Linked DNA regions of Oryctolagus cuniculus: region 2 is linked to region 1. A link is a contact called in public Micro-C data. All regions are on one chromosome and are shown on one strand. Each heading gives the region's core, a stretch centred on a gene start, on an enhancer-like site or on the middle of the called end of the contact. The rest is flanking DNA. Distances are from core to core; before and after follow the strand shown.

What was found. Hi-C and Micro-C count contacts between places; a contact is called where the count stands out from the background.
Region 2: a contact with region 1 is called in a Micro-C map of ear pinna, with 8 times the contacts expected there. The contact joins the promoter of TPP2 here to the promoter of ERCC5 in region 1. A contact is called at or near these places in 2 of 6 Hi-C or Micro-C datasets (ear pinna and an unstated tissue).

Annotation. Positions count from the first base shown.
Region 1 is chr9:9,804,575-9,809,856 of mOryCun1.1, reverse strand. ERCC5 (ERCC excision repair 5, endonuclease) reads left to right here and starts at 1,621. Exons shown (of 15, transcript XM_051850455.2): 1 at 1,621-2,088. The coding sequence starts at 2,001.
Region 2 is chr9:10,087,156-10,092,309 of mOryCun1.1, reverse strand. TPP2 (tripeptidyl peptidase 2) reads left to right here and starts at 2,583. Exons shown (of 29, transcript XR_011378715.1): 1 at 2,583-2,853.

The DNA.
Region 1 (5,282 bases), core at 372-2,871:
AGTTTGCTGTGAGGCAAAGACTGAATAGGCAATAATATTACTATTATGGTTTGAAAATGATTTGCTTCCAGAACTTATGCAGGACTTTAAGTCCCAAAGCCCCATGTTAATGGTAAGAGAATGGAAACATAATTCAATTATGGTACTTAGAAGGTGGGCCTCATAGGAGATCCTAAGGTATTTGGGGGCGTGCCCCTGAAAGGTAGTTCTGGTTTGAGGATTGGTTATAAAAGCCTGAGTTGGGCCCAGCCACTCCATTATTCTGTTCTCTGGTTCACCAAGCAATTCTTTACTGCTCCCCCACTGCAACACTCATTAGAGACTAAACCAGTGTTGAACAGGGTCACTCAGTCTTGGATGTGAATTTTCAAAACTGTTAGCTAAGCATATCTTTTCTGTTTTAGAAAGTTAGTTACAATAGGCCTGCACCGCGGCTCAGTAGGCTAATCCTCCGCCTTGCGGCGCCGGCACACCGGGTTCTAGTCCCGATTGGGGTGCCGGATTCTGTCTTGGTTGCCCCTCTTCCAGGCCAGCTCTCTGCTGTGGCCAGGGAGTGCAGTGGAGGATGGCCCAGGTGCTTGGGCCCTGCACCCCATGGGAGACCAGAAGCACCTGGCTCCTGCCTTTGGATCAGCGCGGTGCGCCCGTCGCAGCGCGCTGGTCGTGGCGGCCATTGGAGGGTGAACCAACGGCAAAGGAAAACCTTTCTCTCTGTCTCTCTCTCTCACTGTCCACTCTGCCTGTCAAATAAATAAATAAATAAAAGAAAGTTAGTTACAATAACAAAAAGCTGACCAATGGTAAATACAACAGTGTTCTAGGGATTATTTTACACATGGAGAAAATGCACAATGTACTTTGTCAGAATTATTCCTGATAGAAAACTGATTTTGACTACATTGATTAAACAGGCCTACCATTAACCAACCATTTCTGTTTTACTAAAAACCTTACTTTTGATAGTCTCATTACATGATTCCTTAAAAATACAACCTGCTCCTTTAAAGCAATCTTTCTGAGTTTGGATCCAGTTTCAACACTATAGTTCAAGTGTGAATAAGCAGCGATCTAGTTTCAGTACTGCAGTTCCCAGGTGAATATGTGAGCTAACAGTAACATTTATGAAGTCGCTACTGAACAAAGGGATCAGCACCTATCACTTCTAATCCTCATTAAAATAGACTTGTTGGACGCCCTCTGTACAGATAAAGCCAGACACTCTAAGGTTGGTTATTCGAATCTTGGCCTGAGCGTCCTGGAGCCGATGACTTTCTGGAGTTAATGTGGGAATTTCATATCCTTTCTTACGCACAAGCCACTGAATTCTAACTTTCAGATCCTGGAGAAAACTATATCTCAAAAATTAAGGCTTTAATCTGTATTACTAATTGCCACACGCTATCCTACAAATAACTATTAGTTTAAAAACACTCAATGCAGACCACCTTTCAGTTGTCGCTTCACCTATAAAAAACAACCCGTTGGTATCACTTCACAACCGGCGGCGCAATGAAGCAGAGGCTGACCCAGAAAGCCGCGCGGTCAACCCTCACCTCGGTAAGGCGGCACGGGGCATGGAGCTCCCGTTCACTTCCGGCGCGCCGCGGGCGCAGCGAATGTACGTCAGAGCGCGGCGCCAGGCTTCCGCTCCTGTCGTCGCAACAGACGGAAGCCGAGTGGCCCATTTCTGGTGGGTTTGCGGACCCACCTGAGCAGGCGGGCGGTACCCGCGGTGTCCGTGCGCTCACCCCAGCTTTCCCTCAGGAGTGCGGACACTGGCGCTGAGGCCCCGGGTCGGACAGAGTCCGCTCCTTCCCGCAGGCGGCCATGCCCTGGTCTCGCCCTTGTTCCGGGAGGCGGTGTCTGCCTCGCTATCCCTGATGCCGGTTGCCCCTGGCAAACCTCGGGCTCTGCGTTGCTTTCCATCATCCCCGGGGCCCCGCGCGGCGGCGTAGCCTGTTGCAGGAAGACTCGAGTCGAGGGTCTCCGCCGGCGGCCTCATGGGGGTCCAGGGGCTGTGGAAGCTGCTGGAGTGCTCCGGGCGGCAGGTCAGCCCCGAGACGCTGGAAGGCAAGATCCTGGCTGTCGGTATCCTAACGCCGCGTGGGCGCGTGGGTGCGGGTGCGGGGCTCGGGGCTCCCCGGGCGGGGGACACCGGGACCGTGCGGGGTGTGGGGTGCGGGGCTCCGTCCCCGGCTCTGCCTTCCAGCGCGGGGACCGGTCCGGGTCCGTGCCCGCCGCCCCGCTGCGTGATTCTCTGCGAAAGCGGCGGTGATAAGAGAAGCGACACGCGGGGTCGGTGTGGGGCCCATCAGTATTTCCTGCTGTGCTGGGCTTGCTCCGTTGACGGTTCTTTTAATTGACAGCTTCTATTAAATTACGGTTTTGGAAATTCATATTGTACGTCACTGGAAATATTTCAAAAGTGTAGAGTTATTTTCTTCTTACCCCTGGAATTGACTTTTTTGGTGCACATATTTGGCTGATTTGCTTGTGTCGTTGGAATTCAATTTTTTAAAAAATTATTAATTATTAAAATGTTAGTGTTTTTTGAGAATTTTTGTTCAAGTAAAACACTTTTTTGACTGACCCTGCTATGCCAGGTACCTTACACCAGTTTCCAAAATGGGGACCAGTTATGTAAACAATAGAAGGACCAGGGGAGGAGCGACGTGATTGACATCTCAGGAATCTGCGAATTCAGCAAAGAAGTTAGTTCTTCAGTATATAAACAACTTAGAAATAATGGGACACTGGTAATTTTTAAGGTATCATGAGATTATTTTTTGCCAGGTGAATAATTTTCAGATCTATCTGTAATGAAATTTTGACTTGAAGGTTTTTATGCAGGGTACTTTGAGTTGGGGAAAAGAGAAAGATTTTTTAGACTGTGCACTGTTGTTGCCATCTAGTGGTCTGAGGGTGTCATCACACCCTAAAGATTTCCCTAGATCTATGGGTGGGTGAGTTTTGGACACAGTAACACTAAAAACTTGAGCAAAGATTTGGGTCGTTTTATGTTGCAGCTCTTTTTTTTTATTTTTATTTTTTGACAGGCAGAGTGGATAGTGAGAGAGACAGAGAGAAAGGTCTTCCTTTGCCGTTGGTTTACCCTCTAATGGCTGCCACGGCTGGCGCACCGCGCTGATCCAATGGCAGGAGCCAGGTGCTTCTCCTGGTTTCCCATGGGGTGCAGGGCCCAAGCACTTGGGCCATCCTCCACTGCACTCCCTGGCCACAGCAGAGAGCTGGCCTGGAAGAGGGGCAACCGGGACAGAATCCGGCGCCCCGACTGGGACTAGAACCCGGTGTGCTGGCACCGCAAGGTGGAGGATTAGCCTAGTGATCCGCGGCGCCGGCCTTATGTTGCAGCTCTTATGAGGAATTAAGAATTTGTGAAATCGAGATGACACATGAAGTTCAGTATTCAAACTATTTAAGGCATTGTCTAAGGAAAGGTAAAAACATTTCACATAGGATATTTGTTGATGGCTCAAAGAGATATTTGGAACATGAAACCACTCTTAAGAGGTTAAACAGGACTATGAAAGATACTCTGGTTACAGTGATAATCTCATATGTACTGTGTAGTGTGCTCTGTCTACAGTTGGCTTTCTTTCTTCTTCTTCTTCTTTTTTTTTTTTTTAAATTTTTTATTTGAAAGGCAGGGTAGTGGTGGTGGTAGAGATCTTCCATCTGCTGATTCTCTCCTTGAATTCCCACCACATCTGGGGCTGGGCCGGACTGAAACCAGGAATTTGGAGCTCCATCTGTGTCTCCCACATGGGTTGTAGGGACCCGAGCACTGGGGCCCTCATCTGCTGCCTCCCAGAATGCATTAGTGGGAAGCTGAGTCAGAATTGGAGTAGCTGGGACTCCACCTAGCACTCCGATGTGACATGTAGGTCCCCAGGCTGTGGCTCAGTCTGCTGCACCAGATCACCCTGCTCCCTTTGCTCTCTTTCCATGGAGATTCAGACATCTGAAATATATTTAGATTTTGTTTGTTTGTTTGTTAAAGAAGAACTTACCAATGACTGTACCAGCTGCATAATTTACTGTTGGATCCCTAAAATAAATTGATCTTTTACTATCTGTATAGGTGAGTGTCCTGTTTGTTGATATAATCTCAATGTCTGTGTCAAATAATATAGAAGTAACAGTTTAACTTTTGTTTCTTATGGACCTTAGCATTTGTAAAATGCATGTAAGTGTGTTATTATACCTTTATGTTATGCATAATAATGGCAAATTTAGAGTTTCCTAACTATAGGATTAAAAAAATTCTTCAGAATGTTACCATTCTGTTGAGTCTTCTCACGAAAGTGATTTCTGGCATTGTTCCAGATTTTAGCTTTTCCAGCCCTGGGAGAAATTTAATTTTATCTCCTAAAAGTGTTGAAATTAGTCAAGTTGAATTATGCAGCTTTTTTTAAGTTTGTCTAATTTTACATGTTTATTACTTTTCTAAGAATTTTAAGCTAGAACCTCTGCTGAAAATTGGCACTACTTAGATTGATTAAAAAAAAAAAAAAGACCCACTTCAATTAGAATATGCCTAAGCTTAGGCAATTTAGCTGTATATATGTTTCAAAACTTTAAATCCTGTTCTAATTGGTAGTAGGGTTGAGAGCCCCAGATGTGGAATTCATGGGCCCTGTAGAGACTTACTTAATTCTACATGATAGTGTAGCAAGCAGAAACACTCCCAACAGAAACTTGTATCCAGTACCTTACAGATTCAAGTCTATACCGAGTTCTACTTCTCAGAGGGCTCCTTCTTGTGGTCTGAACCACCAGTATGCACTTTAACTTGGGCCATTGTAACTAGCTCTTTTAAAAAGCTGGTTTCTGCATAATTATTCCACACATCCACCAAGGTGATCCTTACATCACTTTCTGAAAACCTAATGGCATCTACATCAGCTCTTGCAGTTACCTCTTCCACCATCTAGCTGGTCCTCTCTCCCTGTGGTTTATCCCCCAGCTCCTTTTAGTCATTCAGGTCTTGGTTGCCTCTTAGGTAGGCCTTCCCCAACTAAACAGCCCTCAACTCCCATTTGTTCTTTTTTCTTTTTTTTTTTTGACAGGCAGAGTTAGTGAGAGAGAGAGAGAGAGAGAGAGAAAGGTCTTCCTTTTCCGTTGGTTCACCCCCAAAATGGCCACTAGGGATCCGAAGCCAGGAGCCAGGTGCCTCCTCCTGGTCTCCCATGCGGGTGCAGGGCCCAAGCACCTGGGCCAACTTCCACTGCCTTCCTGGGCCACAGCAGAGAGCTAGACTG
Region 2 (5,154 bases), core at 1,334-3,833, 280 kb before region 1:
ACACACACACACAGGGGTATTGCTGAGGAGACTCTCACAGACACACACACGCACAGGTATCGCTGAGGACTCTCACACACACACGGGTATCGCTGAGGAGACTCACACAGACACACACACACACACGGGTATCACTGAGGAGTCTCTCACAGACACGGACACACACACACGCACAGGTATCACTGAGGAGACTCACAGACACACACACACGCACAGGTATCGCTGAGGACCCTCACGGACACACACACACACACACACACAGGGGTATCGCTGAGGAGACTCTCACAGACACACACACGCACAGGTATCGCTGAGGACTCTCACAGACACACACACGGGTATCGCTGAGGAGACTCACGGACGGACACACACACACACACACACACGGGTATCGCTGAGGAGTCTCTCACAGACACGGACACACACACACGCACAGGTATCACTGAGGAGACTCACAGACACACACACGTATCGCTGAGGACCCTCACGGACACACACACACACACACACGGGTATCGCTGAGGAGACTCACAGACACACACACGCACAGGTATCGCTGAGGACTCTCACAGACACAGACACACAAACACACACACACAGGGGTATTGCTGAGGAGACTCTCACAGACACACACACGCACAGGTATTGCTGAGGACTCTCACACACACACACACGGGTATCGCTGAGGAGACTCACGGACAGACACACACACACACGGGTATCACTGAGGAGTCTCTCACAGACACGGACACACACACACGCACAGGTATCACTGAGGAGACTCACAGACACACACACACGCACAGGTATCGCTGAGGACCCTCACGGACACACACACGCACAGGTATCGCTGAGGAGACTCACGGACGGACACACACACACACACACACGGGTATCGCTGAGGAGACTCTCACAGACACGGACACACACACACGCACAGGTATCGCTGAGGAGACTCACAGACACACACACGTATCGCTGAGGACTCTCACGGACACACACACACACACACGGGTATCACTGAGGAGACTCACAGACACACACACGTATCGCTGAGGACCCTCACGGACACACACACACACACACACGGGTATCGCTGAGGAGACTCTCACAGACACGGACACACACACACGCACAGGTATCACTGAGGAGACTCACAGACACACACACGTATCGCTGAGGACTCTCACGGACACACACACACACACACACACACGGGTATCACTGAGGAGACTCACAGACACACACACGCACAGGTATCGCTGAGGACTCTCACAGACACAGACACACACACACACACACACAGGGGTATTGCTGAGGAGACTCTCACAGACACGGACACACACACACGCACAGGTATCACTGAGGAGACTCACAGACACACACACGTATCGCTGAGGACTCTCACGGACACACACACACACACACACGGGTATCACTGAGGAGACTCACAGACACACACACGCACAGGTATCGCTGAGGACTCTCACAGACACAGACACACACACACACACACACACAGGGGTATTGCTGAGGAGACTCTCACAGACACACACACGCACAGGTATCGCTGAGGACTCTCACAGACACAGACACACACACACACACACACACAGGGGTATTGCTGAGGAGACTCTCACAGACACGGACACACACACACGCACAGGTATCACTGAGGAGACTCACAGACACACACACGTATCGCTGAGGACTCTCACGGACACACACACACACACACACACGGGTATCACTGAGGAGACTCACAGACACACACACGCACAGGTATCGCTGAGGACTCTCACACACACACACACACGGGTATCGCTGAGGAGACTCACACAGACACACGCACAGGTATCGCTGAGGACTCTCACGGGGACACACACACACACACACACACACACACACACACACACACACACACACACACGGGTATCGCCGAGGAAACTGAAAGGGACGCGCCGCCCGGGACGGCTCCGTAACGGGGCGGGAAGCCGCCGGAACCACCCGGAACCTCACCTCGCTTCACCAACGGGTTCTCCCCAACGCCAGAAGCCGACGGTAAGCAGCGAGGTCAGGCGCGGCGCACTTCACTCTCGGGTCTCTCCCGGCCCCGAGAGCCCACAAACTCACTTCCTGCCGACGCCACGCACAGCCGCCCCCCGCCCGCCGCGTCCCAGCCCCGCAGCTCCGGATCTACGGCCTGGCCTTCCCACCTAGCGCCCGCGCCTTCCCCGCACCCCGCGGCTCCCCGGACTCGGCCAGCCTCAGCAACTCCTCTGCCTGGGGCACCCCACGCCCTCCAGGTCAGAAACCCCGCGGCTCCGGCCTCGCCCTCGCGGACGGTGTGTCCGTCCAGCACGCCCAGAGTTTTGACTCGCTCCCAAAACACCCCAAACGCGGGTTTCTGTAAAGGTTCGAGAACCGAACCCCCAGTTATGCTCTCAGACTCCGCCCCCTTCTCTGCAGCCCGGGCAACACTCGGGGCCGGCGCCTCCGAGCGGCGCCGTTGGTTGACGAAGCAGCACCTGATTGGCCGCCGCGCCCCCGCGAGCCGCGATTGGCCGAGGGCCGGCCGGCTCCTCCCCTCGCCCCCGCCTCCGGCCTGCGGCCACCCGTGTGTCCTCGCGCCGCTCGTCCGCGCGCAGCCTGGCAGTTTGCCTCTTCCTCGTCCTCCAGCCTTCGCCCATGGCCACCGCCGCGACCGAGGAGCCCTTCCCTTTCCACGGTCTCCTGCCAAAGAAAGAGACCGGGGCCGCCTCCTTCCTCTGCCGCTACCCGGAATATGACGGGCGCGGGGTGCTCATCGCGGTCCTGGACACGGGGGTCGACCCGGGGGCTCCGGGCATGCAGGTGAGTCAGCCCCGGAGGGCCCGGGCGCGGGCGGCCGGGGACGCCGGGGAGGACGCGGCCTCGGAGCCCGCTCAGGCCGGGGCCCCGCTCTGCGGCCGTGCCCAGGCCGGGGTGGGCAGCGCCGAGAGCCACCATGGCCCGCCCAGGGGACCCGGCTGCGCCCAGGTGTCGGGGGCGAGGGCCGTGGTGCCGCTGGCCAGACAAAAGCGGCGAGCCTGGCGTGGCTGGCGTGGGGAGCCCGGGTCCGCCTGGGCGCTGCCAGGCCGGACACCTCAGGGCGCCAGCCCCCCACCCCCGCGCCGTCGTCTCGGGCACCGGTCCCTGCCAGAATCTTGCAGGTTTTTTTTTTTTTTAATCCCGGATCTGGGGAATGGGGCAGAAGACCCTCCGAGAACTTGATTGCCATGGCTGTGATTTGGGGGATTGGGTTTTTTGGGGAAGAGGAGTTTGAACACGAGACCGGGTTTTCGAGACGATCGCTCGGCCCACTTCCGGAATTGTTTCTTGTGGTTGTGTGTATTCTATTTTTAAACAGTCTCCTGCAGTGTGTGTGTGTAGGGTCCTTGACTCTCCTGACTTTGCATTCGTTTTACGTAGGCATCCAGTTTAGTTTGTTTCGGGCGAACTTTTCGTACCTTTGGAAACGATTCTTGTGTGTGTGTGTGTGTTTAATCTGGAAACATAAGACAACGCGCTTTAATTACTACGGTTTTCAAAAATTACTTAGTTTTGCCTTACGCACCTCTAAGATTCGTAGATCAGGGTACCATGTACAAAGGTAATTTTAAAAATGTGTGTCTCTGTTAGAAGCATTCTGTTTTTAAAAGTTTAACTTTGATAAATTTAAGCTTTTGTTGAAATCCACTAGTAAACAACATTTTACTGGTGTTCAGAACTTACCTGCCCGAATCTTCCTCGACTAGTTCTGCTGTATTTTGATCTCTTGTGTTTACCAGTGTTTTCCTCTGTATCTTACTGCCCTTTCTACCATAAACAGTAACGTTTAATAAATCTCTTTCTCCTTACCCCTAATACACCCCTCCTCCGCATCATTTACAGTGCCTTCTGCTAATTGAGGTCGTATTATGGGGGCTTAGGAAAGTGGAAGCCAGTCTGGCCAACTTTGTATAGAAGCCCTCTAGGAATCTTGCTTCCTGGTTTTAGTTCTTCAACACCACGCTCTGGTGCGAGCACCCCACACCCAATGGCGGCCCTGCCAGGCAGCTTTGATGATGAGTTCCCTCCTGGCAACTGTAGTTTTTATAGTCATTGTTGTACTAATAACTCTTAAGACTTAAAACAGTGGCAGCTATCACCTCCTTGAGGCTTTATTACAGACTAGCAATGCCTTCCATTCTGCTGTGGCCTGTGTTTACATTTTATAGGGATAAGTGGGAGGAGAACAGCTGGGGTGTGCGGCTCACTGGTTCTGTTGTCAGGTTAATAAAAGAGTATCACAAAAATTTAGAGAAATACAGCTCAGTAGATATTTGTAGAATTTCCAGATCTGTTTATCAGGTTACTCTGTTACTCTGTCAAGTACCAGTGATTTTCATGCTGCGGTATTGTTATGAAAATTGATTGAGATTAATTACATGTGACTTTTTAAAATGCTTGAGAAAAGCATTAAATAAACAGTTTTTTTAAAAAGCAAGGATATTCAGTAGGAATTTATGCTGGCTCCTTAATCATCAACTCTCTGAAGGGTGAATGTGTTAGATATTTACGTGTAAAAACATGTAAGTATTGAAACAATAAAATGTTGAAGTCAAATGAAAGCATAACTCTTTGGATAGCTATTTTTAAAACGATTTATTTATTTATTTATTTGAAGGAGTTAGAGGGGGGAAAGAGACAGTAAAAGAGGAGAGAGAGTTTCCACCCACTGATTCATTCCCCATGTTATTCACAGCAGCCAAGGCTGGGCCTTCGGACAATTTTTTCTGAGATAGTGACCTGACTACCTCCAATTAAAAGAAATTCAGCAAGGTAGACTGAACTTATGAGCCTAAGTGACATCTTTCTTTTTTTCTTGTTTTGTTTTGTTTTTGAGAGGCAGAGAGAGCAGGCTCCCATTCACTAGTTCACTCCCCAAATGCCCAGACCAGAGCTGAGAGCTGGAAATTCAATCCAGGTCTCTGACATGACTGGCAGAAGCCCAAGTACTTAAACCATCACCACTGCCTCCCAGAGTCTGCATTGGTGGGAAGCTATAGTTGGGAGCCAAACCTGGGTACTCCAGTGTGGGCTTCAAGCTTCTTAACCACTAAGTTAAGTGCCCAATCCCTGAGTGACTTACTA